Regions from separate parts of the Mus musculus genome. Here all the other regions are linked to region 1. The links are chromatin contacts, called in public HiChIP or PLAC-seq, capture Hi-C and promoter capture Hi-C maps. All regions are on one chromosome and are shown on one strand. Each heading gives the region's core, a stretch centred on a gene start, on an enhancer-like site or on the middle of the called end of the contact. The rest is flanking DNA. Distances are from core to core; before and after follow the strand shown. Region 1 holds the start of Sema4c (sema domain, immunoglobulin domain (Ig), transmembrane domain (TM) and short cytoplasmic domain, (semaphorin) 4C). Region 2 holds the start of Eif5b (eukaryotic translation initiation factor 5B). Region 3 holds the start of Lyg1 (lysozyme G-like 1). Region 4 holds the start of Cracdl (capping protein inhibiting regulator of actin like). Region 5 holds the start of 4930556I23Rik (a long non-coding RNA gene).

Region 1 (4,125 bases), core at 778-3,277:
TTCTGTCTGCCTGAATACAGATGACGGGTGTGATGTCTTCCATAGCCTATGCTAGGCAGGCCTGGAAGATGTTTTTGCAATTTTTTTTTCTGTATTACTGTATTTTTTTCTTGATGGACAATCCAGGATCCTTATTTTTTTCTGCCAGCTGTCCTTTTATTAAAAAGCATGAATCACGAACAAGTAGTCATGAGAGGAAACTTTATCTTCTGCCCACCCACTTGTGGAGAAGACCTGTGACAGTAACCAGTGCGGCAGGAAGGGGCAGAGGAAGAGTGGTGGGGGGTGGAACGCTATCGCTGGGGAGCCCTGTGCCCAGAGGCTAACTGGCTCTGTTAGTGGAATGGTCTCATTTCTACCTCCATGCCTGGCTTAGAAGACCCTGGCGCCTGCCATGAAGGTACAGAATACTGTCCCTGCCAGTGAAACTAAAACCTTTTGAAACTTTCCACTGGGGCCACCTTGGAGGTAGAGCCAGGGAGCTCAGATCACTACCAGGCAGCCCTCATTTCTAGGGGCAAGGCTTACAGGTGAGAAGGAAACACAGCAGGAAGTGGAGGTTAGCCTCATGGTTGCTGACTGCTGAAAGGATGGAGCTTCTGGGCTCACAGTTTTCCTACCTCTCCCTTCCCAAGCAGGTGGGATGGACCATATAGACTGCGTCCAGCGCCAGGATCTCACTAAAAATGTCACCTTGCTCTTTGTGTGGATTTGAGCCCTTTTTTTGTTTGTTTGTTTGTATCTTGCTTAATCTCTTATTCAGTGAGAGAAACAGTAGCTGGCTTGGAAGTCCTGTTTCAGCCTCCTGGAGCTGAGGAGTCTTAGCTTTTAGCGAATCCTGAGCTTGGAGTGGGGCTTGCCCTTAGTAGATGAACAGGAGCCTGGTCAAGAGGAGTGTGCATGGCTCCCTCCCTGGCCAGCTTCCATAGGACACCCTCCCTGCCCACCCCTGGCAATAGCTGGCCTGCCTCCTATCTCTGAGGTCACAGCTTTGTTTCCTAATGGAAAGGAGCTGGGAAACGTGGCTCTGGCCAGCGAGGGAGAAGGGGCCCTTCTGTGTCCCAGTAAAGACCCAATTGTTACTGAAACCAAACTGGGCTGCCATTCTCGATTACTCCCATTGCTCTTCTGCTCTTCACTTCTCAGGTGCCACGTTTTAGCCCAGAACAAAAGCTGCTGTCGGACTGATTTATACTCCAGATTTTACTTATGGGGTCTGAAGTGTTTTTTCCCCTCCGGGACTGCCCCCTGGGGCTCAAAGTTACCACAGAAACCTCCAGGCCTCCTTCCCTTCGTCCCTGTCCTTTGATTCTGGTTAGGGGTGGTCTCCAGGTACCGCTGGGGCAGTTTCCCCGAGGTTTCTCAGTCCACCTGCCCACTGGAGGACCAGCTGGCTGGAAGGATTTGCCAGCCAGCACCGTCCAGGAGGCCACAGCTACAAGTTACTTCTAGGAGCGCCTGTGGGCGGAGGCTGGCAGTTCTGAAGGTGGTGGTGGTTCGCTGCGTGGCTCCCTCCAGCCTCTTTCATCTGAACCGTGGCGCGCTCGTGCCTCTAGTTAATCAGCCTTCCAAGCCACACCAAGAGTCATTTCCCGGGGGTAGGCTCTGCTGGAGCCTGGAAACTAGGAGCTGCCTGCAGTCTTGGGGTCTCCTCTGCCTGTGAGCTGCTCCTTCCAGTCCAAGGGTTAGGGCCAGAAAGGAGGACAACTTTGGAGTCAAAAGACTGACCACTGTGGTTAGCACCTGAGAGAACCTTCAGTTTCTTCTCTTGCTACGCCACCCCCTTCGGGTACAAGTCCCAAAATGGTTTGCCAGTTTTCGTTCCCGTAACTGGAGCGTGGGGAAGCCCCTCAACCCTTCCAGAGAGCCCATCCCGCCTCAGGACTTGAAGGCACACTTCACCAGGTGAGTGCAGTTCGTGCAGTTCCCGGTGGCAACGCCTGGAGTCCCTCCCCGCCCCCCACCCCGCCCCCTCCCCGCCTCCGGCCGCTGTGGCGCAGACCTTGACTCACGAGCTGCAAGAGTCGTAAAGGGTCCCCAAGCCTCAGTGCCGGGTAAGCAAGGCAGCGGGTCGCAGCCCCCTCCTGGGCGGGCCTTCGCGTCCCGCCCCCGGCCACCACTCGACACCCTCTGCCTGACGTCAAGGGGTTGGGGGCGGAGAGCGGCGGTGGCGGCGGCTGCAGCGGAGAAAGAACCGGCGCCCGGCGCGGTGGAGCGCCGAATCCGAGCTCAGGGGCGCCGAGAGCCGTGCTGAGACCGAGGGGCGGTGGCACGGGACAGCCTTAGCGTGCTGGCGGGCGGGCGCAGTCTGGAGCGGCGCGGGGGCAGGGGAGGACGGTGGCCGGAGTCAAACGCGAGGGCAGCGCCCAGGGATTGGAGCTGCACGAAAGAGGTGAGTGAGGCCGGAGCGGTGGGGCCCCGGGGCCGCTGCTTTGTCCCCTTGCTTGGGTAGGGGCTAGCGCGCGCGCTAGAGGACAGCGTCTAGGGGTGCAGGGCGGGGCGACAGCAAAGACAGCTGTCCGATCCGGGTCCCTCTTGAGTCCGCCGCGGGCTGCCCAGTGGCGATCGGCATCAAGGCAAGCAGTGCCTGCAGCTCCACTGGCCGGAGCAGCGGGAGCCTGGGGGTACGGACAGCGCTAGGGGCAGTGGGGGACCCTTGGGCTGTCCAGCGCGCGGTCCGAATCTTTGCCAGGCTCGCGAACTGCTCGGGTTCCCCCCACCTCGACGGAAAGTTAGGGGCGGGCTTGGACCGTGGCCGATGTTGTGGGATCGGATTTCCCTAGCGCGGCCCCCCGCCCTCCCGTTCTGCTCCGGAGGCGGGCTGGCACTGAGAACCAGCCCCCTAGCCAAAGCTCCGCCGCCCGGTCCCTCTCTGGAGCGCCGCAATCCACGACCGGGTGTGCAAGTGTGGGGTGCAAATCCTGGTCCTGCACCCCTCCATCCCCTTGGCTGTCCGTGTCCCTTGCTTCGGGAAGAGCTTGGGGGTTGGGTCACCGCTACGCCTGCAGATTCTCGGAGCGCACCACCGGGTTTTGACCCCAGCCTAGGGTAATTGGCAGAGAGGAAACTGAGGGTGTGTCAGGGGGGACTGCTCCGGGGAAGGCAGCCCCAGCCCCCCGCCCTTCCCGCGCGGAGGTTCTTGGCCGACAGGGGGCGTCCGCAAGCCCGGCTTTGCCACGCTCCCAGCGCTGCCGCTTTGTTTGCATTCAAATCCCCGGAGCTGGGGGAGGGGAGAGTCCACAGTAGGGAGACCGAGACCGGGTCTTGGCTAGGAACCTTTGTTTTGGGGTGCAATCCTCAGATTCTGCATCTCTGTTCCCAGCCCCTAGCGTCTAGATTAGTGGAGATCCGTTCCGTTTGCCTACTGCCTAGTGCATGGTCCCCGAGGTGCAATCCCGGAGTTAAGAACGTTCGTCAGAGCCGGGGAGGAGGGGACGCAGCCCTTGACGATCATTTGTGGGCATCCCCTGTTGTCCAGGAGAACCCCGCTTCGGCCTCCCCAACCCATTTCACTTCCCTCCACGATCCCGCTCTCGCGGAGGCGAGGAGATTCCCAGACAGAAGCCTGGAACTGACTCGTGGCCCGGTCGCCTCTCTGCGGGAGGGTCAGTGTCTTGTAGAAGGCTGTTGGAGAAACAGGACTGGTCCTGGTCATTTCCACGCCCATCCCACCCACTTCCTGCCTCCCTCTTGGGCAACAAAGGGGCCTCGGAAGCTGGGCCCATTTGGTTCCCGGCCCCACTCCTACTCCAGCCCTGCTGATGTGGAACCGGGTTTGGGCTCTGCCCGGCTATTGTCTGCGCTGGGGGAGGGGACGGGCTGGGGCCGGGAACTCTACACGCTGCCTGCTTCACCAAGTCCCCCACTGAAGCTCTTTGCCCAACCGGCTGCCTGCGGCTGCTGAATAAGGGGTATATCTCCCCGAATTAGGTCTTGGGGCTGGCCTGGGTCCCACTGGTAGCAAGCCCTGTTTTTTATGGTTATTGTAAGAAACTCTGAAACCTTTAAGGCCAGAAGGAGCCAATGAGGGGGAGTCCCTCTTTTATTTTTTTCCACACAACTCCCTGTTGAAGGGAGGGAGTAGGGATGGCCTGGAGGCCACAGGCGGCTTTTGATGACTGCCCA
Region 2 (4,125 bases), core at 725-3,224, 1.4 Mb before region 1:
AGCCTCCTAGTAATCTACTCCTGTAATTCCTTACAAGGTGAAGGAGAGTCAGGAGGTTCAAGGAAGCCCCTCTGGCCACACAGAGAAGCAGCCAGGCTAAGCTGTGTGAGACCCAGTTTTAACAACTCTAAAAAACGCTATCAGGGAAAACAGAAACTAGCTTTAGAGGTAAGAAAACAGTTCCTATTCCTTAGTCCAATCCAACTGTGGTTGTCTTGTTACATTTCTACAGGGCCCCAGCACAACCTTTATCTTCCAGATACACCTGACGTTTGTACACATGAAAGGCCTCAGATTTGGTTTAGACTGTCCAACAAGTGGGTATTTTAGAACTGGCCAAGTGATGATGTTTGCAGACCGGCAAAGGCAGGGTAGGGTGATGATTTAACACAGAAACAGACAATGCAGAGTACATACATAGATAGATGACTGATAGAACTCAAAATTCTTCTCAGAAAAATATAAATAAATAAAATGTTACTCACGTATGCCAATGTCCTACCAAAGGTTCAGGAATATCTGCTTACCTCTTTTTATTCTCCTGATTTGACTAACAGTAACTTTCAGGCCACTCTTTGAGAAGCCCTACCCCCATTCTAGAGGAAGTTCTCAGCTTCCCTGCTCTACAGAACCCTCCTCTGTTGTCCCTCTTAATGCTCACATCTAAATCTGTAATAAACCCTGTTCCTCATAAACACTAACTCTGCCACAAGAAACCCAGAATCTATTCCGCAGACCAGTTTACATTCTCCAACAGACCTAAAACCAAAATACAAGCCTAGTCTTTAAATTCTTCTTGCCAGATAGCCAACTGCGAGGTCCACACACTTAAGTGTTCCGACATACACTTCAACAGCTTTAACTTCAAAACCATGTCTGTGTGAGCCACAGCGATGAAGTGCCACAAGGCTTGGTTTTGTTTTCGGTTACCTGTAGTGTTTTAAATTAAGTTGAATGGCCATTACTTAAAGATGAAATGGAACAGATGGTTGCAGACGCCCAGGAAGTCAACTCAACTGAAAAGGGTAAAAGAACTTAATCGAACGTGGCACAGGCATGCTCCCCAAATCTCCGCCTAAGTAGCTCATAAACACACACTCCTTCCCCTGAAAAGGCTTTTTCTTTTAAGGTTAGAAAGCAGCGACCCTTGACTGGTTTCTTCCCCTCCTCCTTTCTTAAGGGAAGCGGTAGGAAGCCAAGACATACGCAAAAAAAAAAAAAAAAAGAGGCCGGAAAATGGAAAGCCAGAAAGCAGGACTGGGCAACCGGGACTTTAAATAACCCCAGAAGTGTTTCCAACTTGGCACACGGGAGGAGGGAGCCGCTGGGCTACCTCTCCGCAACCCCGAGCACCTCCGAAGTTCCTGAGCCGCTCTGGGAGGCGTTCCCAGGGCCAGGGGAGGCGAGGGAGCCGTTCCCGGCCCGCCCCACCCGGGCTCTCCGGGCCCGGCTCGCACTCACCTGGGCCGTAGGCCTGGCTTAGCAGCGCCCGAGCCCGGCCCCACACCGCCCGGACCCCCAAACGACCTCCGAGCCCCTCAGCCCCACGCCTCGGACCCCAGCCCGAGCCCCGGCCGCGGGACGCGCCCCGTCGAGGCTCGCCCATCCAGGGCCCCGCGCGACTCCCGGAGGACCCCCGGCCCGAGCCCCGCCGCCTACCTGTCTTCGCTCTTGTTTTTCTGTTTCTTCCCCATCGCTTGTCAACGGCGCTCGCGGCCCCGGCCCCTCGGTTCGGTGTCTCACAGACCCACTGTCTCCCGGCTGACTCCAATGCCCGCTCGGCTCGGTCCCCCTCGCGCCGCCGCCTCTCGCACCCGGCTCTCCACAGACCCGCGCACTGGGACAGGGCACATATGGTGTGAGCCCTCAGTACGCAAGCGCATCGCCCCGCCGCCTCGGCGTGGGGACGCAGGGCGCGGCTCATCGAGAGCGGCGCTTCGGCTAGAGCGTCTCCAGTAGAGCCGCCGGCCAGGTGGGAACCCAGGCGCCCCCTCGCCGCAAGTGAGCGCCGCGCACCGACGTCCGGCGGATCCCGGGTTCTAGAACCTAGAGGACGACAATGAGGCCGTTCATTTCTCACGTCGGCACCCTTCCCGGGGCTGGCTTTCGACGCAGAAGTGGGACTGAAAATTCTCCCCTGCCTACGCGGCCTCAGCTGCGGGAAGTCCATTACAGGACCACAAAGAGTCAATGATGAGCGTTCTGGGGGTGGCAGGACAAAAAATGGGATCCCTCTCAGAAACACTCATGAATTGTCAACTGTGTACATTTATTAAGGGGAAAAAGACATAAGGACACAGCAACGGGTCCCCTAATATGAATCTTCGTATGAGCAAGTTCTAAAAATTCATGTGCCTAAGAAAGTCAGGAGGGAAGATCCTGGCATGGTGAAAATTTTCTCCATGTTTCGGGGCGATGTTACTAGTGTGAGCTGTGTATAAATTATAATGTACTGTAAGCTACACTTTCGAAACTATTAAACACAACGAGAAATGAAGCCCCTCTGTCACTCAGGCTCAAGACCCGGCTCGTTTCCCGGTAGAGCCGGGACCCGCAGTCAGTGCACAAAGAACTACAATTCCCAACGTGCCTAGCGCCCATCCCTCCGGCCATTAGCCCACGTGAAGCGTAGGCTCGGAAGCCAGTAGTTCCGGGTGGCGGAGGATAGGGCTTCTCCGAGGCTTTCGTCACTCGCCACCGCCCTTTCCGCGAGTGTCTCACATTGTATCGCGAGAGGACTGTAGCCAATGAAGTGGCGGAGTTAACAGCCCCTTCTCTGCCCTTAACAATTGCTGCGAGGTTGAAACCTGTGTGAACCCGGTGGGTATTCTTGATCTGCGGCTTCCTCTCTCCGTAGGCCTCATCAATAGTCCAGGTACGGCTGAGGGTGATGTGGCCGATAGTGCCACAGCGTCCCAGTGTTGATGAAGGACACATCCTCGGCTGGGATCGAGGGAGCGGCTGGGAGGGCCTCGTCTGGGCGGCTGCGGAGGCTACGGCGCATGCGCCCCAGTTAGTGCGAAATCGGGTCCCCCCGGAACTACTCCACCAGTCTCTTGAGCTCAGGGAGTGGCGAAGAGTCTGCTGACAGGTACATGGGGTTAGGGTTTCGGTTAGGAGTTTGTAGGGGAGTACATAGGTGTCAGGGCCCCCAGTTCGTCGGTAAGAATAATACTCGATTTGGTTCAATAAATAGAAAGTTATGTCCTTACCCCCAATATAAAGGCAGTGACCACCTCCGCCTAATTCAGGGCAGCACTTTTAGTCGCGTGAAGCTCCGCATTTAAACGTAAAGGTCTCCTGTGAAATTCTCGGTGATAAACGAATACTGTGATGCAGATTCTGAGTGGCTGGTCTCGGATCCTTCTCTCTCTTCCCCGAGTTAGGGATCCTGGGAGTACAGCTTCTTTTCAGTTGTATAGTATTTATGAGAAGCTGACAGTTGGAGTTTTTAAATGACCTTATGTAGCCCAGGCCTATCGCTCCAAATATGAGGTGTGACCCTTATGCTTCTGCCCTTGAGAGCTGAGGTTGTAATCATGAGCCACCATGCCCAGGCTTATTTTGTGTGTGAGCTGATTAGTTTTAGCTGTCAACTTGATAGAATAATCTACGGTCACCTAGGAAGAAAGACTCATTGAGAAATTGGGTAGATTAGGTTGGCCAGTGGGCATGGCTCAGAGAGTAGGGATTGTCTTGGTTGCATTAATTAATCTACTCCCAGATTAATGTTGTTCTCCAGCAGATGTTGGACACAAGTAGACGTGTGTGTAATTACTTCTCTCTGCTTCAAGAGCCTGCCTTTAGTCGTAGAAGCGATGGGCTGTCACCTGGACTTGTAACGTTTATGTCAGGATATTTTTGAGGAAGTATGCCGAAAAGCAAGCTAGTGTATTTAGGGATTTCCCTGGATTCTGGAACCATAAATGAGATCTTTGATGGTTTACATCTTTATTCTGGTTTTGGCAGGTGTTGGGGCCTACATGCTGAGTTCTAAGGCCAAAATAGTGCCTCCAACATGGCATCTGTTGTGTTAACCTCTCAGGCTCTGTTACAGAGACCCTGTTTTAAAAAAAAAAAAAAAAACAACAAAGCCCCCGAAATGTAAACTTAATACTTATTTTT
Region 3 (4,125 bases), core at 706-3,205, 1.4 Mb before region 1:
AGAGACACATTTCTAGGACGCCAGCATGCCCTTGGTGTTGATGGTGTGCTGTCTTTGTAGCTGGGGCCAGAGAATTCCTAAATTTCCCCACACTGTAATAAAAATTTTAATTGCTTGTGTGTCCTAGTTACTGCTTCTGAACAAAATAGAGAGAAGGCCCTGGATCCTCTCCGGGATCTGGTTTTCAATGATGTGCCCGATACCCCGCCTTTTTTGGCTCCAATGATGAGGAGGAACCATGCAATCTCATACTCACTTCTCGGATGTAAGAATTCAGAAAAGCCAAATGTTCAAGTCTATATCCTTCAGTGTCCTAGCCTGTGGCCCTGCCATCTGCCCCCAACGGCTTCATCTGTTCATCTGACATAGCCTGGAGTCTATGAGGATGTCCCAGAGCCTACCCCACTGTGGGCAGTGTCATCCCTAGGCTCATAGGCTGTCTAAGAAAGGTTGCTGAGCATGGTTGGGGAACCAAGCCAGTTCCTCTATAGCTTCTGCCCTAGTTCCTGACGCACCTTCAATCTCCTTCCTTCCCAGGTTGCATTGGGTCAGGGTACTTTATCACAGACAGAAAGAAATCCTGGAAAACTAGATGTTCTCTCTACTGCTATGTGGGTTATGGGCCCAGACAACACCTTTATGAGCCTGCTCTCATAAAGCAATTGTTGTCTAAAGAGGGTAGAGTATACCCAGGCATGGTGGCACTCACCTTTAATCCCAGTACTCGGGAAGCAGAGACATGCAGATCTCTAAGTTCGAGGCCAGCCTGGTCTACAAAGCAAATTCCAGGCCAGCTAGGGCTGTTATACAGAAAAACCCTGTTTTGAAAAGCAAAACAACCAACAAGAATATAGAGAACATGGTGCTGATGTGGATATCTGGCATGGCCAAGATGGCTAACACTGGACTTGGGGGCTGTGAGCCAGAAAAAAAAAAAAAAGCAGACACTGGATGTCCAGGGAACCTCGAAGTAAGCAGTAACACAATCTCTTATGTAACTATTCCTGGGAGAACGCCACTTTTGGGTAAATCTGTATAAAAATGGCCTTGAGGTCAGAGACCTTCTCCCTCACCTTCACCAGTCTGCCTGTTTGTGTCTGTCTGTAAGCCTGTGTCTACCATGTATGGCCAGTGTGCTGGACTACATGGCTGTATGTGCCAGGGTGCTTGCTGCTGTCTGCCTGCCCAACAGCCTGGATGCTGGTGGATGAAGTGTGTCTTATCTGCCTATGGTTCCTCTCATGCGCTTCTGCCTCTCCACCTCCTGGGGCTCACCTCGCTTCCTGGTATTGGAGCTTAGACTCAAACTATCTCAGTCGTGGATAGAACAACAGATTCTGAGCTGGGGATGCTGAACTGTAAACTCCTTAACAGGAAGCTCTACTAGTCCCAAGTATGGACTAGGAGTTTATGAAAATCCAGATTCCCTCCCTCCTTCTTCCCTTCTTCCTCCCCTCCCTCTCCCTTCCTCTCTCCCTCCCTCCCTTCTTCTCCCTTCTTCTCCCTTCCTCTCCCTTTCTCCCCTTCCTCCCTCCCTTTCTCCCCTCTCTCCCTCTCATCCTTTCTTTCTTCTTTCAGCCTTTTCTCCTTCTTCTCTGTCTTTTCCTGCCTCAATATCCCTCCTCTCTCTTTCTCCATCCCTCCCTTTCTTGATTCCTTACATGACAATAAATGGGTGTGAATAAAGACAGATGTCGGACCTTTGCATTCCATCAAGAACCTGCAATTATGATTTGTCCTCCAAGGTGTGGTAAAGAGCTAATTGGTTGATGGGTGCAGAATGCCAGGACATTCTTGAATAAATCCCCATATGAGTTCAAAGTATTTATAATTATGATTATTACTATAATTTATGAGATTTAGCTGTAAATCTTATAATAAGATGAGGTCAGCACTTTTAAGAAGAAGCAGCAAGATGAGACCCTATATAAGGTTCCGAGCACTGACCGTCTCTAGGAAGAGGAGCTGACTGAAGACAGGTGAGTGGGAACCAACCCTGGACTTGTACTGAGCTTACTCGGAACGAAAATTTTAGGATATGCTAATTGAATGGTGATTAGCCAACCCTGGGTTTATTTATCTATTTAGATGGAAACTTCCAGGATATGTTAATCAATTGACAATGATTGTGTCTCTGCTTCTGAGTAAATAAGATTGAACCAAATGAAACTTAAGGATCTTGCAAGAAAAGATCACGTTTTAGAAAAGTTAAGATGATAGAATAATTCTTTCTATTCATTTACAATCATTATACAAACTTATTATTTCTCTCAGTGCACATGTAGGGCTTCTTTTGAATATGTGCACATGTAGGGCTTCTTTTGAATATGTGCACATGTGCAAGACCTCAAACAGCAGGACAGAAATATGTGCTCATTTAACACTAACAGCAATACTGGGGCCATGAAGAAAGATGGGGAAAACTATGGGCCATGAATAGGGAGGGACTGAAGTCCCTTGCTTCAGAGTCTGGCTGAGGTCTCTTGCCAGCACAGTCAACAACTGCTTCACTCACTTCCTGAGGGGAAGTGAATATGAAATGTCTTATTTTCTTCCCGAGTGCCTCTTTCCTTATGCTTAAAATATTGCCCTTAAAAATCAGCAACTCTGCTTCATACAGTCTGGTCCTAAAATGCTTCTCTATGCCAAAGCCATGAATCCTGGGTTTGCCTGGGTTGGGGTCCCTGAAAGATTACAGGATTTCCTCGGGCTGCAGGCTGCTGAGGGCAAGCTTGCAGAACCATGTGCCTCCTGTCCTCTTTCTGTTGGCAATAGATCAAAGAGAAGGTCTTTCTTGTTCTTTCAAGGCTGAAGGACTGAAGTGTTGGTACTTTGCCAGATGGCAAGCCCCTGTCCTTTCCCACTTTCAATCTTGAGGATAAAACATTGACCCAGACAAGCTCGTGTGGTGTCTTGGGGGTGGGGTGTGTGTGCATGTCTATAGAAGAGCCTTTCTTTTCTTGGAAGCTGTGAAAGAGCTAACACTAGGGGGTCTAACAGTTTAAGTTTTGGCTATTAGCATTAAAAGTCAGATGTATTTTAAGATTCTATGATGGAGGAAGCCAGGATCTTTTTTATTAGATATTTGTTCAGAAGGAAATATTCCTGGGCTCACACAGGGATGATGGTCTTCCCAGATTTCTTAACTCAGAAAAAATGAGGAAGAGCAAGAACAGAGGTACACAGACAGAAGAAGCCCCCTTCAGACAGTCTCCATGGCAAAGGGAGCGATTATGAATTTGCCAACAATGAGGAAAAAGTCTTTCTCAAACCTTCTATGTTTTCCCTAGTTTGGGTTTCCTCATAACCCAAACTCAACAAGTGCATGAGATCACAGGCCATGGGAAAATGCAGTCTGAGACACAGGTTAAATGATACGTGGGTACATACCTGCCATGCCAGCAGTCACCATGGAGGGTGGAGCAAGGGGATTTTCAGTTCCAGGGCAGCCTGGGTTACAAGGCAAGACCCAGTCTCACAAATTCAAACTGGACAAGGTAGCTCACATCTGCAATTTCTGTACTCTGTAGGCAGAACACTGTAGGAACACTGTAGATTTGAAGCCAGCCTGGGCTATATGGCAAGTACTACGCCAGGCTATAAAACCCTGTCTCAAAACAAATCAAGCAAAGATCTGGAATGTTGCCGTCTTACACTGTGGTCTAAAAAGTAGATTTTATTTCTTTAGGTATGCGACCTCTAGTTGCAGAACCATTTTATATGTATGACTGTCATCGATATTGCCATTTTTTATTTAAGCTCCATTGGCACAACGCCTTCTGCAAGGCAGTGGGCAGGGTCTTTATCATATGTAAGAAGTGAGGAGAAAGCCAGGCAGTGGTGGTGCACACCTTTAATCCCAGCACTTGGGAGGCAGAGGCAGGTGGATTTCTGAGTTCGAGATCAGCCTGGTCTACAGAGTGAGTTTCAGGACAGCCAGGGCTACACAGAAAAACCCTCTCTCAAAAAACAAAAAACAAAAACAAAAACAAAAGTGAGGAGAAGAACTGAGTTTCAGGCAGTCATGAGTGAGAGAGGATGCTGGCATGGCCCATCAGCCCATCCAGATGGAGGATGGAGAAGAGTGCTAGCCACAAAGCAAGGGCAACAACCAAGCTTAAGGTG
Region 4 (4,125 bases), core at 1,074-3,573, 1.2 Mb before region 1:
ATAAAATATCCAGTTTTTAAAAATTAAAAGGGAAGAATCAACACTCAAAAAAAAAAAAAAACCCAAACAAACAAAAAACAAAAACCATGGATGTGGGTTCAGACTCTCTCTCCACCACTTACTGTGACTGTGTAGAGCACGTGGGCACCTCACTCGTAGCATGATGACAACGGTGTATCTTTGTTCAGGGTTCTGCTAGGGACTGAAGCCTTCACTGGGCCCCTGCTTGCCCATGGCTTGGAACAGCATCTAACTTTTCACAATGACAGATCCCCAGACAGAGATAATGGGCTTAGGAGCAGCGTTGCCTCCTCTGTCTTGTCAATAGGGTCTCTTCCCTTGGAAGAGGGTGTTTGGGGATAGCTAAGAGAGACTTTGTAGCAGCTGGAAAGAAAGCGCCTTAACCCTATGATCTCGGCTGTGCGGTGGTTGCTGCTGGCATTAAGAAACTGTTTCCTTTCTTCTAGCTGCATATGTAGCAGAAGATGGCCTAGTTGGCCATCAGTGGAAAGAGAGGCCCCTTGGCCTTGCAAACTTTTGGGATAACAATTAAAATGTAAATAAAGAAAATATTTAATAAAAAATTGAAAGAAGAAGAAAAAAAGAAACTTTCCTTGAAGTTCCATAAAGCCTTACTTGAATACAATAGCATTTTCTCAACTGGCTTGAAGGCTTGGTGACAGAAATAAGGAGAAGAGCCGCCAGGACAGCAGCTTTGAGGACCAGAGTTGTCCGAGAAGGAAGTCCCTGGGAGTCTCCTGTAGGCAGCTCTTCCTCCTCACAGTTCCTCCTTAGTTTTCCCTGTTGCCAACCTAGTCATCGAGTTCCCAACCACTTTCTATTTTGGGTGTTGACACTGTGTTCTCAGCCTTAGCTAATCACCAAGATCCTCTGGGTTTTTTTGTCCTCTGAAACCCTCCAGGAACTTCAAAAGCCACCCACAAGCACACACAAGTAAAGCCAGAGGCTTCTGATACTCTGGAAACAAAAATTCTTAGGTTAGAAAGGCAATTTACGGAGTCAATAAATATTTAGCGGTTACAGCCGTGCAGAATACGTGTTGATCTGAACAGCAAGCAACAGCAGGCTTAGGGTGGGTGGGTGAAGGCACAGGCTTGCTTGTAGTTGTTCAGTTTAGTTTGAGGATTTCAAACAAGGCAAACACACACCTAAGCAATTCATTTGCTCCTCTGTGAGTCACCTGCTCACTGTGAGTGGTTGTCAATTAGGAGACTGATTCATGATTTGTTTATGTTCTTTGAGGGAATTAATTTCATTTAACCATCAAAGGAGACTTTTAAGTGACTAGCTTGAACCAAAGGGATCGATTACACCCAAAAGTTAAAAAGGCAACTAACTTCCTTTCATGTACCCAACCAAATGAGATCTCTCGCCAGGTTCTTTCCTATTTTGTTTGGGATTTTGGTCTAATTTTAAAGTCCGCTTTTCAAGATAGAGGTGCAAGTGTGTGCTTCTTGGGTTTCTCTGCGTCCCTGGTCCCAAGATATCAGCCCCAAGGCTCAACGGTGGAGTATGGATTCCTCTAGATCTGACAGTGGCACTCTTAACATCGCTGCGGAAGTCAGAACTCAGGAACCACTCCACCCCAGTGCCACTGTCTGATGGGAGAATTCTCTTTTCTACCTGGGGCTCCTGCTACTGCAGCCTGGGCGTCCTGCTGGGGCTCAGCTGACATTCCTTGTACTTCACCCCTTGACCATGGCAGTGTCAGCAGGCCAAAAGAGGGCTCTCTCTGTAGGTAGCTTAGCTGAGGAGCCGGGGGGGGGGGGGGGGGGGGGGGGGCAGCCCGCTCCTTCCCCAAATGGGCCAGCTCCTCTGTTAGATGTAGGGGTGGGGACCGAAGCTGAGACGTCTCCTTCAGCTTTTTATCCCACACTTGCCAGTGCCACAGCAATGATTCACCTAGAGACGGGGCGGCAGCTTCCCTCATTAGCCCTCAGACGCTCGGACCCACAAGGTTATGAAACAACTTTTACTTTTTATCCGTATGCGCACGTTCCTCCCTGCCACCCGGGCGCCCACTCTCCGAGGCTCGGGTGACAGGGAGGTGGCGCGCAGGAGCCGCGATCGTGAGCGTCCTCGTCCTGGCGGTGGTCCCCCAGCCCTCGGACCTCGCGCAGGCAGGAGCCAGCCAAGCTCCCAGCTCTGCAGCGCCGCCACGTGGGGTGGCCAGGGTCCCGCGTGCCCGGCGGGAGCGGCGCGGGGGAGGCGCGCGGGCCTGGGCGGCGCGGAGCAGAGCTGAGCAGAGCGGAACAGCCGCGTCCGCCCCCGCCGGGCCGCGCGCAGCCGAGTCGGGAGCCGGGAGCGCGCGCCCAGCGCAGGGCCAGCGCGGCCGCCCGAGGGTCGCGCCCGCGTCCGCGTCCATCCCCCGGCCGCAGACCCCGCGCTACCCGCGCCCTACCGCCACCTGCTGCGCGGCGCCGCCGGCCCTCGACGCTGCGGCCGGGGGTCAGGGTGCACCCCGGCAGAGCAGCCCCCGCTTGTCCCCGCGGACTGAGCCCTTCCCGGCACGCTCGCCAAACACGGCCACGCTCCAGTGCCAGGTACCTGGGACAGTCTGAAATGGCGTGGCCACGCAGCATGCGTGGGGCGCAGACCCAGGGAGGTTGGAGGGAGCTGGGTTGGGGGTGAGAGTCTGACGCGTTCCCGAAGTCGCGTCCTGTCGTGGAGCTGGGGAGGTAGTGGCGAGAAGAGCTCAGGTAGCCCAGGGCCCTTTGGACGTGAAGGGTACCCACGCCACCCCTGTGGGGGCCACGTCCACGACACTATGGTCGGTGGGGCCGAGAGAAGCCAGACGCGCAAGTGCCCAAAGTTTTCCTCTGAGCGCTTTGCTGGACTTAACTTTGAAATGTGAGGCAGAGCTGAGCAGTTTAACCAGTTTTAACACTAAGAAAACGGGGGGGGGGGGGGGGGGGACAGGGCTTGCTGCCCGCGTTTCAGTTCTTAGTACCAGAGCATAATCGCGTCTGTCTCCCAGGGCCACGGAGAGGGAGACGGTGGACACACAGGCTGTCTTCCTTATGCTTCGGGTCATGGTTTATTTAACAGGCTTGGGGCTTAGGTTACAAGCCACCAGAGGGGAGTCTGAGTTTAATCTTAGACATAATCAGAATTTGAATCAACAAATATTTGCTGAGCAGTCATTTACTAACCGGCAGGACTTCGTTTTCAGTATGAGGTAGGTAGGTGTACAACTGCTGAGAGGCGGGGTAGTTACTCAAATGAGCAAGCGTTTGTTTTGTTTTGTTTTTGTTTGTTTTGTTTGTTTGTTTTTGTTTTTGAAATGCAAGGGGAAAGGAAGGCCGAGGTGTGACTGGACTTGTGGCCTGCAGGTGGCCAGTTGGCATTGTGTCAGAAATGAACCAGAAAATCCAAGTGGGAAGACAGGCACCTGTGTTGTTTGTCGCTCTCTTGGGAGCCCTCGCACCTTCCAGAACTATTTTAAAGTAAGCCCCTCCTTTGGTGGAGGCTGGGACTTCCTTCCATTTACCTAAATACATAGCAACCACGAAATAGAATCTCAGCCCTGATACTCATTGGGAGCTGGGTCATGCCAGACGTGCACCTGAGATGAATGAGGATCAGGGATCACCTGAGAGCTAGCTCTTTGAGATTATAAAATGATGGAGACGAAGTTCAGTGCGGGTGGCTGAAGATGTCTGCCCCCCACCCCACCCCCGCGTTGAGCTGCGCTGCGTTCCACTCTGAATTCTAGGGTTGTGCCGGTCCAAATCGGAGCATGAGACAAGGCCGAGAGATCAGAAAGACTGGTTCTGTCCTTTACTTAAAATTGAGGTATTTTGTAAATCATGGGTTTTCATATTTGTTTTAAATGCTTCAAAATGTTGCATTTAACATTTCTAGTAACATGACTGATTTTTCTTCTTCTTTTTTTTAACCAGAGAGGCATTTGTCTTTCTCTCTAAGGTTCTAGATTTGTTTCTGTCTCTCCAGCAGCCCTTTTCCATTTATAGAATCAGTGTAGTATCCAATAAGGGTAGTATCCATCCATAGCTGCTTCAGGGCCATGCTGCAGGAGCTGGCAAATGGGTTTGGCGTGTAGTGGGTTGGCTGCTAGGATAGTTGAGCCAGGAGCATCAATGC
Region 5 (4,125 bases), core at 837-3,336, 1.1 Mb before region 1:
GAGGCCGGAATATAAACAAAGGAGTGGCTTTATTTGCCACATCTGCCGTGCCCTAGAGCTGACCTTTTGAGCAGATCTAATCGCAGAAGAGATTTTATGTTTCAACCTTGGCCCTGAGAGTTAATGCTTTAAGGGGTCACTGACAACCTGTTTGCCCGCCCCCTCAAGGCCGCCATAGACTGCCCACTGCCCGTCTTCATTCCTCTCTCTAGCCCTAGCCCTCCCTAGCCCAGATGGAGCACAGACGCAGAGCCGTGGGTTCCAGTGTGGCAGAGGATAAGGGTGCAAGTCACAGAAACCACTCAGGCCTGTGTCACAGAGCAGAATGACTGTCACCCGACTCTGCCCATACTTTACTTGGGACAGAGGTGCAACATCTCTGAGGCTTGATATTGTGAGATGTGTCCAAGTGTGGGGAAATACAGGAACCAAACAGGAAAGAAATGGCTGCTAAGAGGTCTTGGTCACTTGCTCAGGCCAGTGCTCCATGAAGTTGCCTGTAGGTCACCTCCTGGCACAGCCTAGTGCAGTTGCAGGGTTCACCCACTCCCAGGGTCAGCATGTGAACGTAGGTACATGGGCATACATCAGTGCAGTTGGAAACATTGCCACTTGAGCAGTCCCCAGAGCCCCACCCTCCCCTGGGGGTCCCTTCTTGCCAAACCACCTTAGAGGCAGTCTCATATAACTTTTCTGCTCGTTTGAATGTTTTTAACTCTACGTGTACAAGTGTTTGTGCACCGTGTGTCTACCTACCGATGCCAAAGAAGGCAGCGTGACCCGAGGAACCAGAGTTACAGATGGTTGTGAGCCACATGTGGATGCTGGGACTCAACCTCAGGTGCTCAGGCAGAGCAGCCGGCACTCCTCCCTGGGCCCCCCAGCCCTCCTCCCTGGGCCCCCCAGCCCTCCTCCCTGGGCCCCCCAGCCCTCTTTATGCTCATTTTAAAAATGTATCTTTTGGCTCAGATGAAATTATCCAAGTGCAGGTTATAAAGAATTTACCAGAACTATGTCTTGTGCCTTTGGGCTAAGAGGTGACAGAGTGCTCAGTACCCAGCACTGAGCTTTGAGGAGGTGAGAGAGGCTGGCCTGGCCTTCAACAAGCTACTTCTCTGCTCTGATTTCAAACTGGAATGGCAAGTTCCTCGGGTTGTGAATTTAATCTTATCAGAACTGTTCGAGGAATATGTTGTTAGCCAAGAAAATAAAGTTCAAACCCTGAGAAAATGTTCCGTCTGTTTCGAAGAGAGTAGCTGCCTCTGGGATAGGGATGGGAGTGAGGGTGAGACACAGGAAGAGTTCTGCGGGAGCTCCTGGTCACTAAGTGAAGAAATGGCAGGAGAGGGCAAAGAGGGCCCTTTAAAAGAATGTAGAGCAGGAGAAGAAAAACAGCCGGTGTTAACCATGCAGGCCCCAACTTCCTGTGTCAGGTGAAGACAGATGGTTGTAGAAATGGCATCACGTCCCACAAAGGGAATGTTTTTAGCGCGTCAAGTAAATCCGGAGTGGGGGCGGGTGGCTGGTCCCAAATGTAGACTCTTATCAAAGGCATCCTATCTGTGCATACATTCCAGCTCCTCCCAGAGAGAAGGCCCTGGTAGAAATTAGCTCCAAAGTGCACAGGTTGGGGTGGCAGCTGCATCTTGTGGTTTTGGCGGCTCAGACCAGAGGAGGTAATCTATTTGAGACATCTATAGAAGAAAAAAAAAAATGAAGTTTGCTGAAGAGAGGCTTTGGCTCAGGGGGGAATGGGAAGTGGGGGTCTCTCTGAGACTCTACTCCTCAATCCTACCACTCCTCAGCCCCCTGAACCAAGCAAAGCAATATAACACACCTTGTATGGGAGAGAAGCTGTGGGTGGGACTGAAGGGGAGAGTGGGACTATCTGCCTAACATTGCTCCTTCTTGGCCTTTATCACAGAAAAGGGTCAGCCTCCTGCGGCTACAGGTCCTGGGGCTGATGGGCAACCCACCCCACCCTGGATCACCATGGCCCGGCAGAAGAGAAGAGGAGCCCCAGACCTGCCCGTCAACCAGGAAGAGAAACCTGGGTCGAGGATCCTAAAGACAGAAACTGGGAAGCAAGCCAAGGTGGCCGAGAGAGCCCAGGTTACCACTCTTTTTCTGTGGCGTTCGGGGTGGGGGTGGGGTGAGGAGGGCAGCGATCTTGTGAGGGTGTGGTGGGAGCAGGTACCGCTGTGCTCACAGAGGTCCTGCATGAACATCACAGAGATGCCGTGCCTACCGTGATGGCTGACATGCGCAAAGGCAGTACGTCAGCTTGTGGACCCCGTGATGGAGCTAGCTGCCTCTTTGCCTGTGTGGGCTGGTAGAAATGCAGTGGCGCCCGAGGCTGCTCTGGCCTCCTAGGCAACGCAGCTCAGCCTCTGGAAAAAAATTGAAGACAGTTAAAACAACGGCTCCCTTCAGACACACGCTAATATGGTCACCAGCTCCACCTCAGCCCCTTGTGTGATGATAAATGAAGCCTGCTCTGGCTGCTGCCTGCTGGCTTCCCTTTTCCCTCACCTGGGGCTGCACAGCCAAAACCTGGAGTTGCATGTTGTATTCAACTGAAAACAGCTCTCACCAACCCCAACAACTGTGCTGATGCACCCTCTGCTAACCAGTACAATAAATGGGGTTCTGCTGTCTAGGAAAGGGAGCCTGCGCTGCAATAGGACCTGCTTCCCTTCCTGCTAATGCAATCCTCAGTTGTGTCTACACAGCTGAAGACCTGTATGTAGCATTGAGGAGGGGAAATTACAGTGCGAAATGTTAGCCCATTTCAGCTGCTGCCATATAGTGTGTATCATAAAACCATTCCCTACGGCTTTCACATAGAGTCCTCGCTCTATACCATCTGGGGCTGAGACTGGGCTGTCCAGGCAAGCAAGGAGCCACCATGCACACGTGGGCTGCAGGAGGCTGGCACAAGTCAGCTCTGGCATTTTGGTGGGTGATGCCGGTGCACAGAGCCCCTTTCCAGAAAGTGCCAGCAGCAGGGTGCATCTTGGAAGAGACATTTTGTAGCTAAGACACTTGGAGTATTTACCCACTCTGAGTCTGTTATCCTTGGGCAGCACCTGTCATTTTGTGTCTCCGTAGGAGTCTGTGAAGCAGGGTGACTTCGTCCGGAGCAAATCTTTCCTGATGACCCCTGCAAAGCCTGCTGTGACCCAGAGGCAGGGGTCAAAACTGAACCTCAAGGAAGGGCTACAGAGAGGAATCTCACTGTCCCATCAGAACTTGGGTATGAGACTGGCTTTTATTTCCAAATACTTTGGCACACACTCATGCACGCGCACACAGATATATATATTTACACATACACACACACATATATATATTTCTTCCTATGATTGGAGTTTGTGTTATTGAATCATTTTGCCATGTTGAGCAGTGTTTTTTTAATGTAGTCCCCCCCCCCTTTTTTTGAGAAGGAATTTACATGAGATAACGGTCACCCATATCCAGTGTGCATTTCAGTGGATGTATTTAACGGTGAGATTATGTGTATTTGCGGAGTCCCACCACCCTGGTAGCAATCTAAGAATAGAACATCCCCCTCACACTGGAAGGAAACCTACTTGTCACATTCCCTACCCTGGGGGTAGGTAAGCACTAACCTACTTTGTGTCTCTGTGAGATATCCCTTTTTGGGAATGTGAAATCATAAAACACAGGTCCCTGTCTCTGCTGGTTTTGAATGCAATTCTGAGCTCCGGGAGGTGGTATTTGTCACCTCAAATGGTGGATGAGCCCGGAGTCTCCTGCACACTAATCACATACTCTCCCGTCGAGTGACATCCCGAACCTAATATTTTTTAATTTTTTATTTACTTTGTATTGTGGTCAAACGACACGAGACTTGTACTTTACTAGCCATCTTAATTGGGTGGTTGTGAAGGTGGTATGCTCGGTCCCTCGTGCAGCCTACCTCTGGTGTTCTGCAGTTAGACCCTGAACCTTTCTAGACTCACTTTGCCTCCGGAACCACCTAAGCCTGCTCTGAAACTCTTCCAATCGTATGTGCTCCACACTCGATGCTTCAGTCTTCACTCCTTTATGCACTGAGGGATTGTGTGTCCTGGAGCACAGTGGAGACTGGAACGTATATTT

What was found. Promoter capture Hi-C pulls out the DNA fragments that hold promoters and counts their contacts. HiChIP or PLAC-seq counts read pairs in DNA pulled down with a chosen protein or histone mark. Capture Hi-C pulls out chosen DNA fragments and counts their contacts.
Region 2: an H3K27ac HiChIP or PLAC-seq map of extraembryonic endoderm stem cells shows a contact between it and region 1, with 7 times the contacts expected there. The contact joins the promoter of Eif5b here to the promoter of Sema4c in region 1. A contact is called at or near these places in 2 of 39 promoter capture datasets (liver and pre-B cells), 4 of 115 datasets of contacts at active chromatin or transcription factors (astrocytes, extraembryonic endoderm stem cells, pancreatic cancer cells and 1 more) and 1 of 9 other capture datasets (liver).
Region 3: a contact with region 1 is called in a promoter capture Hi-C map of embryonic stem cells, with 2.2 times the contacts expected there. The contact joins the promoter of Lyg1 here to the promoter of Sema4c in region 1. A contact is called at or near these places in 2 of 39 promoter capture datasets (embryonic stem cells and hippocampal neurons).
Region 4: a contact with region 1 is called in a capture Hi-C map of embryonic stem cells, with 5 times the contacts expected there. The contact joins the promoter of Cracdl here to the promoter of Sema4c in region 1. A contact is called at or near these places in 4 of 39 promoter capture datasets (hippocampal neurons, liver, pre-B cells and 1 more), 1 of 115 datasets of contacts at active chromatin or transcription factors (pancreatic cancer cells) and 1 of 9 other capture datasets (embryonic stem cells).
Region 5: an H3K4me3 HiChIP or PLAC-seq map of embryonic forebrain shows a contact between it and region 1, with 2.7 times the contacts expected there. The contact joins the promoter of 4930556I23Rik here to the promoter of Sema4c in region 1. A contact is called at or near these places in 3 of 39 promoter capture datasets (hippocampal neurons, liver and stem cell-derived epiblast-like cells), 3 of 115 datasets of contacts at active chromatin or transcription factors (embryonic forebrain, pancreatic cancer cells and stem cell-derived neural progenitor cells) and 1 of 9 other capture datasets (embryonic stem cells).

What each region holds. Positions count from the first base shown.
Region 1 is chr1:36,556,283-36,560,407 of GRCm38.p6, reverse strand. Sema4c (sema domain, immunoglobulin domain (Ig), transmembrane domain (TM) and short cytoplasmic domain, (semaphorin) 4C) reads left to right here and starts at 2,027. Exons shown (of 15, transcript NM_001126047.3): 1 at 2,027-2,392.
Region 2 is chr1:37,995,859-37,999,983 of GRCm38.p6, reverse strand. Eif5b (eukaryotic translation initiation factor 5B) reads right to left here and starts at 1,974. Exons shown (of 24, transcript NM_198303.2): 1 at 1,660-1,974. The coding sequence starts at 1,694. Txndc9 (thioredoxin domain containing 9) reads left to right here and starts at 2,776. Exons shown (of 5, transcript NM_172054.4): 1 at 2,776-2,875.
Region 3 is chr1:37,955,589-37,959,713 of GRCm38.p6, reverse strand. Lyg1 (lysozyme G-like 1) reads left to right here and starts at 1,955. Exons shown (of 6, transcript NM_027111.3): 1 at 1,955-1,979.
Region 4 is chr1:37,718,009-37,722,133 of GRCm38.p6, reverse strand. Cracdl (capping protein inhibiting regulator of actin like) reads left to right here and starts at 2,323. Exons shown (of 10, transcript NM_028096.1): 1 at 2,323-2,564.
Region 5 is chr1:37,612,468-37,616,592 of GRCm38.p6, reverse strand. It overlaps 4930556I23Rik (a long non-coding RNA gene), which reads right to left and starts at 2,086. Exons shown (of 2, transcript XR_373329.1): 1 at 2,026-2,086; 2 at 1,220-1,694. Cracdl (capping protein inhibiting regulator of actin like) reads left to right here. Exons shown (of 10, transcript NM_028096.1): 8 at 1,925-2,112; 9 at 3,112-3,256.